Regions from separate parts of the Mus musculus genome. Here region 2 is linked to region 1. The links are chromatin contacts, called in public promoter capture Hi-C maps. All regions are on one chromosome and are shown on one strand. The core of a region is the stretch at or near the end of the contact, and the rest is flanking DNA. Distances in the headings are between cores, read along the strand shown.

What was found. Promoter capture Hi-C pulls out the DNA fragments that hold promoters and counts their contacts.
Region 2: a contact with region 1 is called in a promoter capture Hi-C map of liver. The contact joins the promoter of 4931415C17Rik here to the promoter of Lamp1 in region 1. A contact is called at or near these places in 8 of 39 promoter capture datasets (the C10 cell line, cranial neural crest, frontonasal cranial neural crest and 5 more), 3 of 484 Hi-C or Micro-C datasets (CD4 T cells, LSK cells and embryonic stem cells), 1 of 115 datasets of contacts at active chromatin or transcription factors (pro-B cells) and 1 of 9 other capture datasets (liver).

Annotation. Positions count from the first base shown.
Region 1 is chr8:13,154,647-13,161,429 of GRCm38.p6, reverse strand. It overlaps Lamp1 (lysosomal-associated membrane protein 1), which reads right to left and starts at 2,269. Exons shown (of 9, transcript NM_010684.3): 1 at 1,996-2,269. The coding sequence starts at 2,041.
Region 2 is chr8:12,669,971-12,676,698 of GRCm38.p6, reverse strand. It overlaps 4931415C17Rik (RIKEN cDNA 4931415C17 gene), which reads right to left and starts at 4,272. Exons shown (of 2, transcript NR_166502.1): 1 at 3,674-4,272. It overlaps Tubgcp3 (tubulin, gamma complex associated protein 3), which reads left to right and starts at 4,599. Exons shown (of 22, transcript NM_198031.1): 1 at 4,599-4,744. The coding sequence starts at 4,669.

The DNA of each region.
Region 1 (6,783 bases), core at 1,020-3,519:
ACCTGGCACTTTATGAAAGCACCATGCAATCCCATATGTCAGGACTGGGGGCTCGAAAGAGAGCAGAGGAGACAGGCCACTCCAGGACAGGTGCCACAGTTTATGTGTCCACAAAAGGCCAGGTTGGGCTGCAGAGATGGCTTGGGAGTTAGGAGCACTGACTGCTCTTCCAGAATTTCTGAACTCAATCACCAGCAACTATATGGTGACTCACAACCATCTGTAATGGGATACAATGTCCAGAGGTCTGTCTGAAGACAGCTACAGTGTACTCATATACACTAAAACAAACAAACAAACAAACAAAAACAAAGCAAAACAAAAAAGGGCCAGGTCAAGATAACAATATCTAAGTTGGGTCTAACAGAATATGAACTCAAAATTACAAGACTACTGAACCGCTGGACCACCAATCTAGTGAAGAATTCAAGGTCCCACAATCCAGGATAACTTTAATTAGACTTCTCATACTTCTAGACTGACCAGGCTCATCCAGAAAGGGGAAGGTCATAGGGTTAGCCCTAACAACCGAACAGTTCCATTAAGCAATCCTACATACTAGTTTCAGTTCACACTAGTCTGTTGTCTATTAAGCACTTAAGCAGCTTGGAGGTGATAGCAATTAATGTAGGAACAATTAACAATCCCATCGTTACAGAGGTTTTTTTTTAAGATAAAATTATTTTTGAAGTCACACAACCAAGATCCTGTCTAAGTTGTTAAAGTCCCTTTGTGAAAGCTGGGACAATTTATGGCACAGGGGCACTCAATCAGGGTCACAGACTTTCCCTCTCCACTTAGATTTTGCTTTGAAACAGTGTCTCACTTTGTAGCCCAGGTTGGCCTCCGATTCACAGAAAGTCTCCCACATAAGCCTGCTAAGTGCTTAGATTACAAACTCAGGCTGACCCAACCTTAAAATTCCCCTGCCTCAGCCTCCACGGTCTAACAAGTGTGAGCCACCACTGATTAGTTTAGTTTATTCATTCATTCGTTTATTTATTTCATTTTTGCAACAGGGTCTCCGGTCCTGGCTGTCTTAGAACTCATTATATAGACCAGAATGGCTTGTTAAAGAGATCGTCCTGACACTAGCTCAGGATTAAAGGTATAAACCACTATGCAAGCCACAAGGTAGTTTGAAAAACATGAAGAGGCCTAACCTGGCTGTCCTTTGGATTTTATCCCAATCAGCATTTAGGAAGCAGAGACTACGAGAACCTGAACCTGTGAGTTTCAGGCCAGCGTGGTGGTGAGACACCCCTCCCCCCATTTTAAAAGTATAAAACAGTCTAAGGGTTTAAGTCGTTTTTGGCTGTGCTGGAGATTGAACTCCAGCTAGTTACCAAGCCATTCTGACACAACAGAACTTGTTTCGGCAACTCGTATATTAGCTACAACTCCTGAACCGTGAAGGGTCACAGGTCCCCTTAGCAAGGCTTCTGGGTTAAGACCGCCGAGTAAGCGCACCTCTCACGGACCAGAGAGTTCACACAAGTAGCAAAATAAAAGAAAGGGTAAACGAATTCCATAAAGTCACAGTCACAGAATTTGGGGGTGTGAGCCTCTGTGCCCAGGAGATTTGGCCAGCCACCTCTCTCCCGTCCTGAAGATGCTGGCACCGCAGCGAAACGCTCCGCGTTGCCGGGATACAGCGGCGAGGAAGGGCACCCGGCACCCCAGGCAGGGTCCGAGGCAGCACCCAGTCCTCTCACAAGGCAGCTCAGAGCCAGCAGCACTGCCTGGCAGGAACTCCAGCCCAGCTCCTTCCAGAGCGGCTCAGACTGGGCTCCCAACCCGCACCTACGTCCTTAGGCCCGCACGGGCTCCCAGGCGGCGAGCGCCACTGCGGAGCGGGCGGGCCGGCTCGAGGCCTTCTTGACGCCCGCGGCTCCGGGCGCCCCGTCCCCGCCCGGCCTGCCGCTCTGTTCCCGTCCGTCCCGAGACACCGACCCCGCCCGGCCCTCCTTCTCTCTCCCTCCCTCTCGGGCTCACCCAGCAGCAGCAGGAGCAGCGGCCGCCGGGCGCCGGGGGCCGCCATGGCGCGACGCAGCCGAGGCCGGAGGACGGCGGTTGCGCGGGCGGCGAGGCCGGCGGGAGGGCGCGTCCACCGACTCGAGAGGCCCCGCAGCTGCGGCGCCGGCACGGAGAGGACCCTGCGGCCGGCAGCGCCTGTCACGTGAGCAGTGCCGCGCCCGCCGGTCACGTGAGCCGAGGGTCTCGCGAGAGCCCGTGGACCGCCAGCTTACTCCTCACTTCTTCGGGAGGCTCCGTTCCGCACGTGATGTGGTCACGTGCCAGTCGGCATCACGTGGGCGCTGGACCACGTGATATCTTGCCCTCTCCCCACCCCCTTCCCCCCCCCCCCCCCACGGCCTTTCTCCCGAGTGTCCCGAAATGGAAAGTAGGTTGTGGCTTTGAGTAAGGGAAGGAGAAACGCTGTCGGAGAAAGTGAAGATGGAAACAGGAAGCCATGAAGGCTGGACTGAGCCCCGTAGGCCAGCTACATGCCACAGTTCAGGTCCAAGCCCCTGAAGGCCTGCAGCCCAGTGGTAGTCTTGGTTGAGAGCCATGTCTAGGTCAATACCAGTGTTTACATCCCAGGACAGTGTGCATATCCATTTCGAGGTGGGTATTCCCATCTAGACCCGTGCCCCAGGCCCAGGCTGACCTCCACTTTCAGGCTCACATACTAGTGTCTAGGGTCAGCCCCGAATGTGTCCCATTCGGTGATCCAGGCAGAGGACAGTCCTTTAGGATACGTAGATGGTGGGAGATGTGGAAAAGATACTTTTTAAGAGATAGGATTTCAGAATATATCTTTAGCCGGCCTCAAACTCAGAGATCAGCCCGCCTCTGCTTCCTGAGTGCTCAGATGATGTGTGTGGGCGCAGTGTTCTTGACCATTCCTGGCTGCTTAAGGGCATGTGGATGGTCATCTTACCTGAGATGACTATTTCCATGAAGAGTTCAATACTAAAGTATTTTCCTCTTTTGTGAATGTCACACTCAAAACTCGAGGATTGGTTTGATGTTTGGGGACATGGCGTCACCCTAAAGCCCAGGTTGACCTGGAACTCGCATGGACCAGGCTGGCCCCACACTCTGGGCAATCATCCTGTCAGGAGCGCAGAGATTACAGGTGTGTGCCACCATGGCATGAATAATCTGAGCTTTTATGTTATTATATTGTTTTGGAGACAGGGTCTCTCTATATAACCCTGGCAATCCTAGAACTCATTACTTAGACAGGTTGGCCTCAGACTCAAGAGATCAGCCTGCCTCTGCCTTCAGAGTGCTGGGACTAAAGGCCGGAGACCACCAGATCTACCTTGAAGTCCTCAAGTTTTAGCTTGAGGATTCCTCCTGTTAACAGATTTTTCATTCAAGCTGAGTTCTTCCTCCTCAGAATTGTAGACCCAGTAACAAAACTTAAAAGCTGTTTATGTAGTGGACTAGTTTATTCTGTGACCGGAGAATAAGAGTGGTTGGAGAGATGGCTCATTTGTGTAGGACCTTGGTTCCAGTCCCATCACTCACATGGTTCACAACTATCCAGTTCCGGGGAGCCTGATGCCCTCTCCTGACTTCTGAGGGCACACCACACCTGCCTATGATGCACAGGCCTACCCTATATTCAAGCAAAACTCTCATGCACAAAATAAAGTGAAATTTTAAAAAGAAACTGGGAGAAATGGGTCAAAGATCACTTTCTAAAGGAGGGGGGTCTTTTTAAGATGGATATAACGGTGTGGGTGTGCATCCCTTTAATCCAGGACTTGGGAGGCAGAGGCAGGTGGACCTCTGCGTTCTAAGCCAGCCAGGGTTACAGACTGTCAAAAACAGGGAGTGGAGGAGCAAGGCAGAAAATTAGAAGGAGGTATGGGGGCACAAGCTTGCAATCACAAGACTCTGCTTACTTCTCCATTGATGTGATAAAACTCTATGATCTAGGCAGCTTAGAGAGGACTCATCTGGGGCCAGAGAGTTAGGAGTCCATTGTCATCCCTGTGGGGAGCATGGTGGTAGGGAAGCAGCTGAGAGGGTGCATTTTGATCCACAACAGGAAGCAAAGAGAATGCTGGGATGGCTTCCTTGTGACGCTGTCTATCAGCAGTCCTGTAGCAATGTTGTCAGTACACAGTTTCTGGCTTTGGAGTGTTCTCTGAATTAGAGAACTAATTTTGGGCACAATCCGAGGACTTCTAAGATGTTTGTTTCTCCTAAACATTCTGATATAAAAAACCCTTCCAATTAATTTTTTGAACAGAAACAAGAGCCTCCTACTGAGTTGTGCTTTCCGGCCCCAAGTGCCTTTTAATTTTGCCACTATTGGTGACGGACAGAACTCCTGAAGCATCTCCAGTACTCCTGCAGCTAAGATGTAGATATTGGCCAGAGAACATTCGAGGTAGAACATGGCCCCATGAATGCAGGGGCAGTGCTCGATGAGCACGGGAGGAGGAGCTGGCCCTGCCTGGTCCTCACTGGTGGAGTCTGTGTCTCCAGTTTTATTCCTGGTTGTTCCACATTTGGGGCTTGGCCTACTTTCTTCTGTATCCTTCTTGGCGAGCCTGTAAGTTGCGCTGAGGCCTGCCAACCCATCATTTTTCTGTTTATAGCACATGTGGACAGTCTGGTGTGTACAAGTTGAGTCCTCACCCAACGTGACACTGACTTCAGTGACACTGACAGAAGAACAGGGCATAGAGGCGAGAGGCTTAGCAAACGTGTTTTCAGAGAATAAGGAATTTTGTTAAAGCACTACAGTGAGTTTATATTGCTTTTCTCTTTGAAGCTTTAGTATTTTATATGTACGGGTGTCTTGCCTGCATGTGTGTCTGTGTACCACTTGTATGTGGGTGCCCACAGGGCCAGAGGTATCAGGTCCCCTCCCCCGAGCTGGAGTTAAAGGCTATTTTGAGCCATACAGTGTGGTGCTATGAAGGGAACCCAAGTCCTCAGCTAAAGCAGTATTCCTTCTTAGATGCTGAGCCCTGTCTCCAGACCCTTCTCATGTGTCCTGATGTGTTTGAGTCTCTCTCCAGGAGGTACTGTTCATGAGGTTGCTCACCCGCTGCCTGCTCCAAGAGTCAGATGCTGTTATTTAGCCTCTGACAATGGTCAGGTTTTACTGATCTCCTTTGTATTTATACCTCATTAGTTTGTTTTCTAAGGTTATGAGGACAGAATTTTGGGCTGGAAAGGTGGCTCAGCAGTTAAGATGATTAGCTTCTCTTCTAAAGGACCTGGGTTCAAATCCCAGGACCCACATGGCAGCTCACAACTGTCTGAAACTCAGAGCTCCAGTGGATCTGACTTCCTCACACAGACATACATGCAGGCCAAACACCAATGCACATAAAAAAGTTATTACAAAAATGAAAGAGAAAGGCGTCTTCTCACAAGGAAGATCCAAAACTTTCCTTCTTAGAAAGCAGATTCAAAAAACAAAGACCACCACTTGGAGGGCATTTACAGGCTGGGAAGTTACACAGACTCACACCCTGTGGCCTTTGCATATATTCCTGGACACGCTGTGCCAGGGGGTCACAGGTGGCGCTTACTAGGGGCAGTTCTGCCAGGTGTAGTGGCACACACCTTTAATTCCAGCAGAGGCAGAAGCAGAGGCAGGAGGACCTGTGGGTTTGAGGTCAACCTGATCTACATAGTTGAGTTCTAGGATAGCCAGAACTACATAGTAAGAGCCTGCTTCAGAACTAACAAACCAATAAATAAATAAACCAACAAATAAACACTAGGGGCAGTTCTTGCTAGCATGTCGTTTGAAGTCCATTCCGCGTGATGGGAGACACAGAACGGGAAGTGAAATTCACAGGAAGCCACTTCTCCATTTGTATTCAGGATTTTAACCAGAAGGAGCAGCGAGGGGGATTTCGAAGGGTGCTAGGTTTCCAGGCACTGAAGAACGAAGCTGTGCCATTGGAGCCTTGCTCACATCGGGCCTCATCAGGGTATGAGGAGGGAGCACATTCTTCAGTGAGGATCTTGTAATCTCTGGATTTGTTATGAAGGCTGCACAGTTGGTGTCAGCCTGGCCCGAGGTGTGTTCCTGCTTCATACAAAAAGGAAACCAACCCTACAGTGACCCGTGACTCTTCATCCAAAGAACAGGATCTTCCTGACTCAGCAGTTGGGGTGGGATGGGGAAAATGCCTTCTAAATTTTTCTTTTAACTTAATAAATCCACCGGATAGAGGCAGGATATGGCTCGGGTAGTTCATTCGCCTGGAATGTATGAGACTCTGGGTTCCTTGACCCTCAGGACCCAGCAAACAAAACTGGGCTTGGAGGATGGTTCAGTGGGTAAGGGTGCGTATGCAAGCAAGAAGACCAAATCCAAACCTTGAAACTTACACATCAAAGCTGGTGTAGTGACACAAGCACCTCTAACCCCAGGGGACAGAGCCGGGGATTGTCCTGGCGGTGGTGGGAAGCTTGCTGGTTACCAGCCTAGGTCTGGGCTCAGTGACAGATTCTGTCTCAGGGATTAAGGTTATAGAGCAATGGACCAGGGCACCTGAGGTCCTCTTCTGGCCTTACTCCTGGGAGTACAAAGGGTCCCACCCTATAAATTTACGGATATTAGTTACAACTTTAGGGGCACACTAAAGTCTTATCAGGGAAACTAGATACAGATCAAGCAAAGGGTGTAACAATTTCCTTATGGAAACTCCATAAAAGTGGATGCCTGTATGCAGGCAGCAATTCCCACCAATCTGTGCCCAGACCACCCAGTGTGTACACCCAAAGCTGACTAAG
Region 2 (6,728 bases), core at 3,023-5,522, 490 kb after region 1:
GGAATCAGTGACCAATGGCACATGTAGTGCAGGGCTGCTCCCCGTAGTCCTGGCTTCCACACTGGCTGCTGGTAGTACTACCTTGGAAGACTATGGAAACACCGGGACATGAGGCCTCACTGGAAAGAACAGGACTCTGGGTGCGTTGGCCCTACTTCATGTCCTGTTTCCTGGTGGACTGAAATGTGAGCAGATGGCCTTGTGCTCTGGCTGCAGCCCTGACTCTTTCCCTGACATGGTAGTGGACTGTACTCTCAAACTGCTGGCTGGAATACATTCTTCCTGAAGCTTCCTGGGTGTTCAGTTATAGTTTGAGAAAATAGCTATTACACTAACACCCACAAGCTATTGACTAAATAAGCAGATGGCAGGGGGAGGGAGAGACAGAGAAATCTCTCATGCAGAGTACTGGATGATCTCTGCAGATGTTCATCTCTGGAGGCACGAGGTGAGGTCTGCCACTTTTCTCAAAATCACTGATTTTTTTTATGTTGACCAGTCAGAACTCAGAGTACAGATGTGTGCATGCAACAAGGCGTGTGTGGAGGTCAGACGACAACTTGACAACTTTATGTGGCCGGTTCTCTCCCTCCATCAGTCCATGGGTTCAAACCCGGCCTGCCAGGCTCCCATGGGTCCTCACTGCGCTCTTGTGTTCACTGCCTCGTTGGCCCTTTGTGTATGTGAGGACCGGTATGCTTACCTGAAGTGTACCTTTCTCCCATGGTTCTGCCCTCAGTGCCCATTTCTGTGCCTTTGGCCTGAGCCCCCCACCCCTACTGCCCCTGCTATTATTTCTCCATATGTTTGCAAGTTTGCACTTATTTTTTTCTGGACTCAAACTGTGTCCAGAAAACTGCCTTGTGTTGGGTGACTACTCTTTCCACTCATCTTATACTCTCACCTGACTTTTATACCTGGCTTCTCGGGTCTTCCCTATGTCTGCTCAGCTTATGTGAACTTACATGTCTTGACTGAGGCAGAGCCTGGAGGGACTTCATTCTGCATTGACAGACCCTTGAGTGGGCTAGGAACACAGTCAAATGAGTCTTATGTCTCCCTTGAGTCTAGTGTCCTGCTGAGGTCCTAGTTTTCTTGCCAGTCAGCATTTTATGGGGTGCATGAGACTTTAAGGTACTGTCTCTACCATGTGGGACTAACAGGGCTGAGTCTGCTGAGTAGATGGTCTCTGTAAAAGCCATCTTGCTTAGGTCAGCCTTTTTTGCTCTTTTTTTTTTAAAAAAAGATTTATTTATTTATTATTATATGTAAGTACACTGTAGCTATCTTCAGACACAGCAGAAGAGGGCATAAGATCTCATTACAGATGGTTGTGAGCCACCATGTGGTTGCTGGGATTTGAACTCAGGACCTCTGGAAGAGCAGTCAGTGCTCTTAACCACTGAGCCATATCTCCAGCCCCCTTTTGTGCTCTTTTTATTCAGGTTTTCAGTGGGATGAATGAAGCTTGACTCTAAGTTAGTTATTCAAAGACCTCTGTCATGGTTCAGATCTTAAATGTCCTGCCAGAGGTCGCTTGTTGAAGGCCTGGTGTCCAATGCAGCAATGTTTAGAATCAGGTGTAAAGGCTAGGATTCAGTAAATGGATGTGAAGTTAATTAACATTGATTGTCATCTTGACAGGATTGACAGTCACCTGGGAGACAAGCCTCTGGGCATGCCTGTGATACATCATGTATTTTATTGGGATAGCTAAAGTGGGAAGAGTCACCCCCAAAGCGGATGGTACCATTCTCTCGGCTTGAGTCCTACAGTGCAATCAAGGAGAAAGCTAACTGAGCATAGACATTCACATTTTTGCTTCCTGTTGATGTGACCAGGTGCTTCAAGTTCCTGCCACAAGGACCTCTGATCACAATGGACTGTACCATCGAACTGAGTCTAAATAAATAAATACATAAATACATAACTCTTTCCCCCATACATTGGTACAGTCAGGGCATTTCATCATAGCAATGAAGAAAATAAGATACTCACCAATGGGGTTCAATAGCTTAGTGGGGTTAGGGTGTGGAGCCTGGTAGAAGAAGTCAGTCACTGTTGGTGTGCCCCCCTCCTTCTCTCCTACTTTGCTTTCTGAGCATCAGGAAGGGAACAGCTCTCTCCTATCACGTACTGCGTTCCAGACTCAGAACAACTGGGCTGAGCAACCTTGGGCTGAAACCATGAGTCAAAACAAATCTCTCCTCTTTTAAAATTATTTCTTTCATGTATTTTATCAGAGCAGTGGAAAGCTGACTAATTTAAGGGTTCACAACATCCAGAGATGCTCCCACAGTGAGGCTGAACCCAGCCATGCCAACCAACAAGAGGGTGCCGATAGCACAGAGTATTCTGGGAAAGTCCTCCTGACTGTGGACGGAAACATTTGTAGTCTCCCAACAAGTCTTTCTTCTCTGGAATAGCTTTGAACCACATGTCCCTTATTCAGTCTGCTTACTGTGGGCCAAATCTGACTGCTGGGAAACACTGACCCACTCAACTGACTGGGTTTTGAGATGGGCTGAAACAGCCAGCCAAGAGGGCTGCTAGTGCTTTCTATATATTCACAACACATATATAAAGATCTAATCACTTATTTTATGTGTGTTTTGCCTGCATGTATGTAAGTGCACCGTGTGTGTGCCTGGGGCCTGAGGTAGTTAGAAGGCAACAGATAAAACTAGAGTTACAGCCAGGTGTGGTGGCACATGCCTTTAATCCCAGCACTCGGGAGGCAGAGGCAGGCAGATTTCTGAGTTCGAGGCCAGCCTGGTCTACAGAGTGAGTTCCAGGACAGCCAGGGCTATACAGAGAAACCCTGTCTCAAAAAACCCAAAAAACAAAACAACAACAAAAAAACCTAGAGTTACAAGATGGTAAGATGGTGGTGAGCCACCATGTGGGTACAGGGACCTGAACCCAGGTCCTCTGGAAGAGCAGCTAGTGCTCTTAACCACTAACCCATCTTCCTAACCCATTTATGTATGTATGTATGTATGTATGTATGCACATACGTATGTGTGAGTGTGATTATTTTTGAGGCAGGGTTTCTCTGTTTTATAGCTCTGGCTGTCTATGAACTCAATATATAGATCAGACTTTCCTTGGAGACCACTTGCCTCTTCCAAGTGCTAGGATTAAAGGCATTGTGTCATCAAGCCTGTTTTTTTTTTTTTTTTTTTTTTTTTTTTTTTTTTAGCATTTTTTGGTCACTGGCTTAGTTGATTTACAATGTCCTAACTTGACTGACTTCATTTTGTATGGTGGAGGTGAGTGGACCAACTGAGGTAGTTGCTTTTCTCCTGCTCTGTGGGTTCTGGGGAACTCGAGTCACCTGACTTGGTGACATCAGCTCCTGTTGTCAAGACTGTGCTGGAGCAGCTACTTTCTAAGTGTTTTCATCTATCTGCTGACATTTCACTTCAAGTAGCCACACAGAAAAGCAAACCGCTCTGGCTTTTCCTGGCTCATTGGCCACCCTCAAATAACTGTCAATACATCTGCAATTAAATGTGTGAGTGCTCAGTCCAGAAAGCCACCTTAAGACTTCTTGCTGGGATCACTCCTATTACCAAAGGGCAGTGCTAGGACCACTCAACAAAACAGAGGCTACAGGGACTGAGGACTGAGCTCTGACTACATGGATGATGGAAACAGAAAAGTGGATCACCTGAAGGTTAGCTACTGGCCCCGGGGTGGAAGAAACACCAGGAATGACTGATAGTTATTCACTATGGCCTTATTCTAGACCTTCTGATGGAGCATCATCTGTGTGGGTGGTACAAAATAGGCTGGAGCTAAGAATGGGCTGAGAGCTGAGTGTTGAGAGTCTCGGCTTGTTAGAGTCGTAGTCAAATTCCAGGCTGAAGCCGAGAGTCTCCTCTTGCAGTTTCTATCGTTGGCTTCAACTGGCTGAGCTCCAGCAGGTACCATTTGTACAGGGAGTGAGTGTGTCCGCATTCTGTACATCACAGAGCGGGCAGGGAAGGGTGGCTAAGAGATCTGCGAGCAAAAGACGAATAAAGGTATGCTCTCCATTAAGCCACCTCTGAGTGCCACTGCTATCATAGTCCTGAGTCAGCGACTAAGAAGGGAGCTTTCTGCGGACCACCGAGCATCCGGGCAGGAGCGGCGGAGCTGGGCTCCCAGTGACGAGGACTCTCCTCCTCCTGCGTCCCAGACAGCACAGAATTTCTCGTGTCTGCGTCTGATTTTTCCTTTGCGGCAGCGCTCAAGCCTCTCCATCTCAGTATCCCCGTTTCCAGGACTACCTCCTGGTGACGTCAAGGGGCAGAGGTTCCAGACCTCTGAGAACTCACTTACGAGAGCCCTGCGTAGTAGTCCGGCGCCCCTGTCCCTGTGTGGCTCAAGCGCACTCGGACTCCGCATCCAGTGCTGTTCACAAGCAGCGCCCAGACCGCAAGCTGCGGACGCGTACGGGCATCCTAGGAACGCGTTGCTGCGAGCGTCGCCCAGCAACGACTTTTCCAGCGCGGAGAAGCTGCCAAGTGCAGAAGCCGGGAGAGCGCACGCGCGTCTCGCGCGGGAAGCGGTGCATTATGGGAGGCGCGCGCTTTTGCCGCTTCCGCGAATATGGCGGCGCCGTAGTTAGGGCGCGGGATCCTGGGGCGCGGGGAGGCTGCAGTGCGCAGTCCGGGCGCGGTAATGGCGACTCCGGATCAGAAGTCGCCCAACGTTCTGCTGCAGAACCTGTGCTGCCGGATCCTGGGCCGGAGCGAAGGTACGCGTCCCGGGGTTCAGGGCTGTGGAGACTGAGCGCCATGACCCCCGCCGGCCGGGTGCTGTTCTCCCCGGCCCCCGGGAAGGAAAGGGGTGCGGCTCGCGGACTGTCCCTGCCCTGGGGGCCCAGGCCGGAGCTGCTGTAGCGGCCGAGTTTGTTTTTGGGTTCGTCCAGACAGCACGGCAGCCTGCAGCTCTGCTTCTGCGTGCTTCTCACTCTGCTGTCACCTTTGCCTCTGGTGATGATGAGTCCTGGTTAGATGATGCTCGCTTATTCCTGGACGGTTCAGCTAGCGAATAATGCTTCTAAGAAGCCAGACCCCCAAGGCAGTCCTGCCCACTTTACCCGTACTGTCGCCGCCGTAGTTGGGGGTGGGGAAAATGTCAAGGATCTGGTTTCATGAAGCTCATTTTGGAGATGAGTGGGGACGCGTCTTGAGGGAAGGTTTTAGTAATTGACATGACTGGGTTGCCTTAGAATGTTGAGACAAATCGCGCAGGTTTTCAAGGGAAGACTTTAAACAAGAACCGAGTTTTAAAAACTGAGAGAGCCTTTTGATCTTTCATAATTTGTAACAACCTATGTAACAACTTGTCAGCGTAGAGGATGAATTACTGTGTCACTACTAAACCGTTGACTTAACTCCCTTCTTGCTTTATTCCTTGTAGTGTTTCACTGTGCAGTTTGTTCATGTAAGAAATCTTTGAGGCTTCCTCGACCCTATTATGCCATGAGAGATGCTCCTGTCTAATGGAGGGAATGTGACTAGCACGTTGGTGAATACACAGTGTTTGTGGGTGATAAAGGGCTAGGGAGAAGGCGGATAGGAGGAGCTTAGAGTTCCAGTATCTGGGGAGAGTGTGAGTGCAGAGGATAGTTTACTTTTCTGAAGGGAGTGATCCAGTCATAGGCAAAATTAGATAACTAAGGCTTAACACGCCATACCATCATTTTTCTTTTATTGCATTGGGTCCAAAATTTTTACCTTCCAGAAAGAACCTCGTAGTTATAGCTAGATTTTGAAGTTATTCATTATGAACTTCTAAATTTGAATTTTACATTAAGATCCCTTTTGATAGAAGTTTCACAGCCTTCAGGTGATTGAAATGCTACTTTAAAGCAGAATCCTGTATCCTCCCATTTTCCCACCCCCATTTGTGATTATGTCTTGTGAATCGCTGGACTTTCAGAGAGATCCAGGGTAAAGCTCATTAAAGATGATGCTGTCTTCTCTGTGGATGGAGTTGAGGGATGCAGAGTCAGCTGGGTTCTCTGCCCTCACACACTTTGTTGATATTTTGTTGTGCTCTGACAGGTGTGTAGCCATAGCTAATTGTTGTCATCTCTTTTTCCTGATTCTGTTGAGCATGACTTCTTGTTTGGCCATTCAGATCTCTTCCTAAGGTTGTATTTTATTTTGTTTTCTTTGTAACATATGTTCTTGCTGGGTTGCTTACCCTTATAACTTTGAGTGTTCTTTATTTATCTGGGTACAGTGTTCTTTATCTGCTTTCTCCACAAGGTGGAAGGCAAGGATGGATTCCTGAAAGCAGTGCTGCCTTACTCCCCAAATGCTCCCCTGGAAGAAAGAGGAAACAAAACAAAACAAAACAAAACAAAAAACACTTAACATTATCATGATTTGGCTGTCATGTGAAGAACTGTTATCAAATCCAAAGTCATAAAATTTCTTTCATCTTTTTGCCCTAGAGAGGTTCTGTTCTATTGTTATGTGTGATATGAGTTAGTTTTTTGTTAAATGGTACAAGTTGAGACTATTTTTGAGCCTACCAAAGGAACCATCTTCCCTTAACTATACTTGTCTTATTCTTGTCTTGTAGACTGAAAGTGTTGAAGTGGAACCTTTAAGAGTGTTGATAGCATGGGCTGTTGTTCCGGACCAGTAAGAACCAGGGTTTGTGTAGGAGAGGGCCTGGTGTCAGTACATATTTTAAAAGCACCTAAAGTTCAGAATGGTTTAGAT